Linked DNA regions of Rattus norvegicus: region 1 is linked to region 2. A link is a contact called in public Hi-C data. All regions are on one chromosome and are shown on one strand. Each heading gives the region's core, a stretch centred on a gene start, on an enhancer-like site or on the middle of the called end of the contact. The rest is flanking DNA. Distances are from core to core; before and after follow the strand shown.

Region 1 (3,339 bases), core at 742-3,241, 400 kb after region 2:
GTGGGGCACTTTTAAAAATAATGGTTGATTAGGAAGGGCCCCACTCAGAAGGTTCATCCCATTGTGGGTGGTGCCATGTGTGGGCTGATGGTCCTGGGTTCTATAAGAAATCTGGCTGAGCATGAGTAAGTGCTCTCCACAGCCTCTGCATCAGCTCCTGCCTCCAGGTTCCTGCCCTGATTGGGTTGAAGTCTCGTCTTCCTTCAATGATGGACTATGATGTGGAAGTATAAGCCAAGTAAGCCCTTTGATCCCCAAGTTTCTTTGGACATGGTGTTTCATTGCGGCCATAGTAACTCTAACTCGAATACCAATCCTCTTTCTTCTGCCTCTCCTTGCTGAGATTACAGGAATGAGCCACTACATCCAGATCAACTCACGTGTTCCTACGGATTTCGTCGGTAAAATGTATTCAGGTGCCTTCGTTTCAGCAAAACCACAGATTATGATTTAGAATGGAGCTGCTCAACATAAATCCCAAAGGAGAATTTCCTGCTACAAATGCAAATGTCCTCGACAGGGGAGAAGTGTGCATCTGCTTTTAGTCAGTCAGAAGTCTCCCTGTGTCGGCTACTGTCACTCACTTTGCCATAATCTACATGTCAGAGCTGGAGGGACAGCTCAGCAGCTGAGAGCATCGGCTACTCTTGGAGAGGGCTGGGGTTTATTCCCAGCACCCACATCACAGTTGACCATCCTCAGCAACTCCGGTAACAAGGGAATCCGACACCCTCAGGAAATGTCTGAACACGGTCCACGGACATACACACAGACAGAACAGCCACATGCATTATTAATATAAATAATGATTCATATCCTGAAGAGGTATATCTGGGGTGGCAGATTCTGTGCCCTGTGCAAAGTACAGGGATATCACACATTCCTTCCCATTTACATGTGTTTGTGCTTCTGCTATCTGAAGTGGAGGCCATAATGGGAAGGCAGGAACCTCCAGAAGTCCTAGGAAGGAAGAAGCAGTCCTGCTATTGTGGACAGCCACTAGAAAGCTACTATGCAGCCCTGGAAAGTTCCTTAACCTCGACTCCCAGAGGGCCCTTTGCTAAGTCATTTTGTGCTAAAGCTCTTACAATGTTTTCTATGTTATTTTTAGGTCCGAAGCTCACACTCCAGCTACAGGAAGATATTCAAGTACACACCCTCCTCTTCATGCAGATGATTAAGAGACTAGACCCTCTGTGGCTACCCTGAGGCTAGCCAACATCTGCCAACCTTGAAAGCAGACAGAACACGATGGCTTAGAGAGGTCAATTTTAGGGTGCACAGTAAGGGCAGAAAGTAGAAGTGGAGGGGGGGGAGTCATAAACTGAACTGTGATTGCCCTGTGTCCCCAGAGGCATGTTTAGTATCTTCTCAATTTGGAAGAGTGGAAGAACAAATCTTTATTCAAAGGCACTGAGTAAATGTTACAGGAAGCCATGCTGTGAAGCACCGCGGTCATCAAACCAAATCCTAAGTGGTTATCTGACCTTCTAAGAAATCAGGATTGCTACTACGGAAACCTGTCTTCCCACATAGGCCAGCCTCAGTGGACATGCATAGAACGTCCCTATATCTTCACCCCGGCCAGGAAACAGTCCGGCCTTGGCCATTTGGTTCCTCTAGTATTGTCTCTCTTTAACTTTACAAAGAAAGCGACTCTGGAGTAGTTGAACTTCTTGTTCTTTATTTCAGCTTTCCTCAGTCCTTCCCTGTCTGGAATCACAGGTGCATTCTCTACCTGGCTCAACAAAACATCTGTTGCATTTCACAGAAAGAAGCATTCCCTGATTTCAAATTTTTACAAAAGCTTAATTCAGACCTTTAACTAGTAATCTCTCTGCTTTGACCAAAGGGAATGGCTGAGATTTCCTAGCTGTCAGGTTCCATATGTGAGAGGTGCTTCATCTAGGAAGGAAAGGCTTTGCTAGTCAGGATTCCTGGCTTGGGCATGGGGGCGGGGATTGGCTTTGAGTGGAGGGGGTTGGCAGAACTGTGTAAGAGGAAGGAGAGGGAAGGGAAGACTGAGAGGAACTATTGTCTGCACTGGGTCATTTCCATGGCCCCTAATCATGAACGTCAGGGAAAAGCTACCCAAAGCAGTGAAATGGAAACCCAGACATACTCTCTCAAGCACAAAGAGAAGCATAAGGCTTGAGTTTTCCACAGAATAATCCTGGGAAAAAAAGGAGATTGGAGTCTTACTGATGTGTAATTTTATATATTATATACATTATACCAATTTAGCCCAAATTGGCCTTTTCTTCCTGCTGATTTCTGTTTCATTTAAGAATAACAGTGCCTGCTGGGTATGGGTTTGCACACCTGTAATCTTAATGCTAGGCAGAAGGAGGCAGAAATATCTTAGGTCTGAAGCCAGCCTGGGCTAAATAGAAAGATCCCATCTCCAAAACCAAGAGCTTGGAACATAAGTAGCAGAGCCTTACCTAGTCTGTACAAGGCCCTGGGTTCAATCTGCAGCATCGATAACAATAAATATCGCAACAACAATAATAGTTAAATGATGGTGGTGGTGGTGATGATGGGAATGAAACCTGACTTGCGACTTTGGTTCACAACCCCAGATCTGGCAGACTGCTTGGGTGGACCAGAGTTAGCACTGCTGTCTAAGCCTCTAGTCTTTCATGCTGAAGATGAAACCCAAGGCCTATTTTGTGCCAAGAACGTGCCACCTAAGCCTATAATCCTGATCTGCGCATATTTTCTTGAGCTTAGTAGACTAGGAGTAGTCATATGTTGTCGCCATGACCAGGATATCATCTAACACCGATAGGCTCAACAGGGAAAACCAGTCAGGGTCATTTATATTCAGACACATATTGGCCACTTGTTTTAAGACCTTAGGAAAGTATGGCAAATCACAGTCAGAACATGAGAAGGAGAAACATTCCTTGTGCCACTCCTCCCTGGAAGGGAGGGGACACTGGAGCAGTGTTGTCAGAATGGCGGCTGCCTTTGGGGGACCTCATTTCTATGGTCCGCATTGGAGGGGACAAAGGATGAAGGAAAATGATGCAGAAGGTCTGAGAACTTCTTTGCTTGCAAGATTAGCTTTGGAATAACATTTCCTCAGCCCCCACAATATGAATGGAAAGGACCCTCACAACCCATTGTAGAATGGTCAGGTGTGGCTATACATATATTACCATTCATCCCTCTGACTGTAGTAGATATTTGGGGTGATCCAGCCTGTGCTCATCATGACTGGATCCAGAGCAAGGAGTGCCCTAGCTTTTAACATTGCAACACAGCACTGCCATTTACAACGTTCACTCCTCAAACCACATGATTGAGGTTTTAAGAATCACAGAAAAGACCTCC
Region 2 (3,621 bases), core at 158-2,657:
TTGAAATGCCAAACCTGCAAAGGTGCCAAAGCCTGAGTGTGTAATTATGCCATTTTCTCTTGGTCTTTCAGAGTTTTCCTGCGGGCGATTAATCAGTATGCAGATATGCTGAACAAGAAATTTCTGGATCAAGCCAACTTTGAGCTGCAGGTAAATGGAGAAGTAGACAGCACCTTTGTGGGAGAGTCTTGTTAAAACAAAGGGCTGCCCGGCGTCAGTCACCTGTACCTCTGGTCCTGGGATCTTAATCAGCCTCTGATCCGAGGTGTGGAGTTGGAACCCGAGGAGTGAGAAATGATACTTCTAGTGTGGTTACTCCATTTAGCAAGTTACAAGGTAGAGTTGTTTCCAAGAGAAAGTACTGAGTCAGAGTGGCAAGGAGAAACTCAACTGGCAGGAAGCAGCAGACAAGCCATTGAGTGCTACTATGCTTGGCTGCCAACCTCCTCTTGGATCATCCTAAGACAGGATGAAGGGTTCAGTACGGGAGGATCAGGTGTGCTTCAGTGAGCTAATTGCTTCTGGAACTCTCTCCCCTTCATATTCCCTTCGGGCTTTATGACACCCGTATTGTGCACAGTGAAGCCTCCTGTATCATAAATATCTTTTCCGTATATGCCTGGCCTAAGTATGTGGGGAGAGGTCCTGGGGAAGAAACCCTAAATATCTTGTGCATGCTAATTAGGCTGTCTATCAAAGGAGCCACATCCCCATCCTTGGCAATCTTACTTTAAAAAAAAAACAAAAAAAACAAAACTGTGTTTCCTTTTGTTTTTAACTTTTTACTGTTTTTCTCTGCTTGGTGCTTGTTTTCATGTGTCATAACAAAGAGTCGCACACTGTAAATGAGTTGTTAGGAAATGTTTCCTCTGCCCTTTGCAATTCTCATGCTCTCTCTGCAGGAGTTACTTATAACTAAGTGCTCTGTGCTCTTCCCGACACCAGGCACATTTAGGCGGGCCCGTGCATGACTTCATCTTCCCTTTAACACGTGTTGGTTCACACCGAGTGTTTCAGGGGCCTGCCATACTCCACAGCATGACCGTATCTGCTGCCCCTGCAAGATGGCCCAGCGGCTTCTGCTTCTCACGGCCCTGAGCCAAGCTTCCATGAGCTTCCATGGATGTCCAGGCCTGTACCCCCTAGAAAAGGCCGATTGCAGACAAAACAGGATGAGCGTTCAAGCTTGATGGATGGTGTCCCAATGCCTTCCTAAAAATGTCCCAGTAGTAGCACCCTCGCCAGCCACATAGATGTATATGTATGTATGCATGTGTTTATAAACCTTTTTGATTTTCTCCTTTGAGATTTTCATACATGTATGTACCACATTCTCCTCAGTCTCCCTGACACCAGCCCCATCTTCTCCAAGCTCCCTCCCACCCTTGACAACCTCCCTTCCAAGTTACAAATGCCCTTCTCACGCTTCTGTCTTTGTGTTTTGTCTTATGACCCACTGGACTATCCAGGACATTCTCGCCAGCCTCTTTTGAACAAAGCAGCTTTGTGCAGGCCTTCTTGAGAATTTAGGACTCTTGTTTATATGAATCCTTTTCTGACCACTACATTTTTGAATGACCAGTTAGGCTGAGAGTATTTATGAGCTGTGGGGATTTTTTGCTAGGCACCGCCTGGGCATTTCTGGCATTTCTTTTGCTTGCATTGGCTCTCAGTGTTTTTAATTAGTTGGGACTCTTATTATATCCTATTCATGGTTTTAAGTTTATTATATAAAAATATTTAACTTTTCCTGTAGTCAAGCCTGACATTTCTCTTGTGATTATATGGTCTTAGGTTTGGCATAGCAAATCCCTAATTGCCTTAGTGTTGTAGATTGAGCTACCTGCAATGGAGTTAATATCAGCAATTACCTACAGAGTTCTGCTTAATGGTCCTTTTTTTTAATTTTTCAGTTATTGAATCCACCTAGGATTTCTATAGTTAGTGTTAGGATCAGGGTCTATCTCTCCACTCACCACTTTCAGTTCATGATGGGCTTCCTGTGCCTCCTGTGACTTGACGTGCCGCCATTGGCCAGATTGCAATGTGTATAGATTCTATTATCTGCACTGCTACCGCAGTGACTTCCTTGCTTCAACTCTATAGCCAGGTAGTGGAACCCACACATCCCAGTGAATTTTCTGCGAGGAATTGCCCTCGCTGTGTTTGTGCGTTCCTTTTTGCACATATACTTTAAAATCAGCCAGTTGAGTGTCTCTTCTGAAAATCATGTTGCTTGGATGTTAACTGGACTTGTTGGACTGGTTAACTGGGAAATGTGACAGCATTTGAGGGAGTTTTTTGTAGTCTGTCTTTCTTCCACCCCATGCCGGTCTTCTTGCTCTAGCTTTCATTAAACTCTGGCCTGCCCTGTGACTTGCTGGCTGGATTCCTGTCTGTCCTGATGTGGCTGTTGCTTGGGAGGGACCCATCTCCCCACTGAAGGCATTCTCACTGTGCTCTGTCTGCTACTCAGGATCCATTGTGACGGCTGCCTGGGCTCTCACCCTGAGACTGAACACCTTCAAGGCTCTGTGCTCTCCAGCATTCAGAGCTGGACCCAAGAAGGAGTGCGGGATGTGGGCCAAACCACAATAAACCACAGTAGCCCTGGCCCCATAAGTGAAGAGAAGGAATGAGGAGTCAGTGACATCATCATTTGAAAAGCTCTCGTCCTGGTGTGTTGGTGCACACCTGCAACCCCAGTTCTTGGGCAGCTAAGAGAGTTGGACCCCAGGTTTTAGGCTAGTCTGAACTGCAAAGCCATAAGCTATCATAAGTACACATAATGCCAAAAGGAACATTGTCTCTCATGACAGGACTTACTTGCTATGCCACTTCCAAAAGCTGGGGCAAAAAATGGATCGTGAGCTCTGGCCCCACCTTGGCTGCATAAAAAGTTCAAAGCTAGCACAGGTAGTTTAGCAAGCTCCTTTCTTTAAAACTAAACTTAAAACGAGCTGGTATCTGGCTCGGCAATAACATGCTTTCCCACCATGCAGAAGCCCTGGGTTCAAACACAAAAAGAAAGAAGTGGGGAGGTAGGAAAGGAGGGAGAGGAGGAGAGAGAGGGGAAGGTAGGAGGAAAGCATTGGATTTTATTTGCGGTTGTTGTATTATGGCTTTTAAAGGTACTAGGTAGGTAGGCATGGTGCCACACACCTACCTAGCACTTGGGAGGTTAATCAGAAGTATTAGAAGGCACAGTCCTTCTTAGCCACATAACCAAGCAAGGCCATCCTAGAATATAAGACGCCTTGTGTCAGAAAACAAATGGAAACAAAAACAGGCACCAGGTGTATGTGTGTCTGAATAGGTCTCGGTCTGTGTTGACCTACCTTCTTTCCCTCCATCCAAGTCCACTTTTCCAGCTAGCCATGGTTCTGTGATCCTCAGAACATGGGTAGCATTGTCCTATGATTGCTACAGGATCAAGAAGGACACAGGATGGAAATGCTCCTTTCAAAAATAAATGAAAAGGGGCGACTTATATCTCATAGAGTGAACCCACCCCTTTTGATTGCAGAAGAAGCCAAAGAAAAAATGTGCTTTGTGGGCAGTAACAAAGCTCTCCGAGGCCAGGGATGTCTGCTCAGCATCCATCCCTCTGTAGCTAGGAGC

Evidence for each region. Hi-C and Micro-C count contacts between places; a contact is called where the count stands out from the background.
Region 1: a Hi-C map of Schwann cells shows a contact between it and region 2, with 2.1 times the contacts expected there. The contact joins two enhancer-like sites. A contact is called at or near these places in 3 of 12 Hi-C or Micro-C datasets (Schwann cells, hepatocytes and kidney).

Annotation. Positions count from the first base shown.
Region 1 is chr1:199,714,975-199,718,313 of GRCr8, forward strand. No RefSeq gene overlaps it. Among named protein-coding and RNA genes, the nearest start is that of Clrn3, 48 kb to the right of the region's middle. Within about 2 kb of position 1,992, at least 1 of the 93 cell types and tissues checked has an H3K27ac peak or open chromatin away from gene starts, as enhancers often do. A contact at or near this core is called in Schwann cells, where this site is marked.
Region 2 is chr1:199,315,319-199,318,939 of GRCr8, forward strand. Dock1 (dedicator of cyto-kinesis 1) reads left to right here. Exons shown (of 52, transcript NM_001143858.1): 30 at 72-150. Among named protein-coding and RNA genes, the nearest start is that of Insyn2a, 130 kb to the left of the region's middle. Within about 2 kb of position 1,408, at least 32 of the 93 cell types and tissues checked have an H3K27ac peak or open chromatin away from gene starts, as enhancers often do. A contact at or near this core is called in Schwann cells, where this site is marked.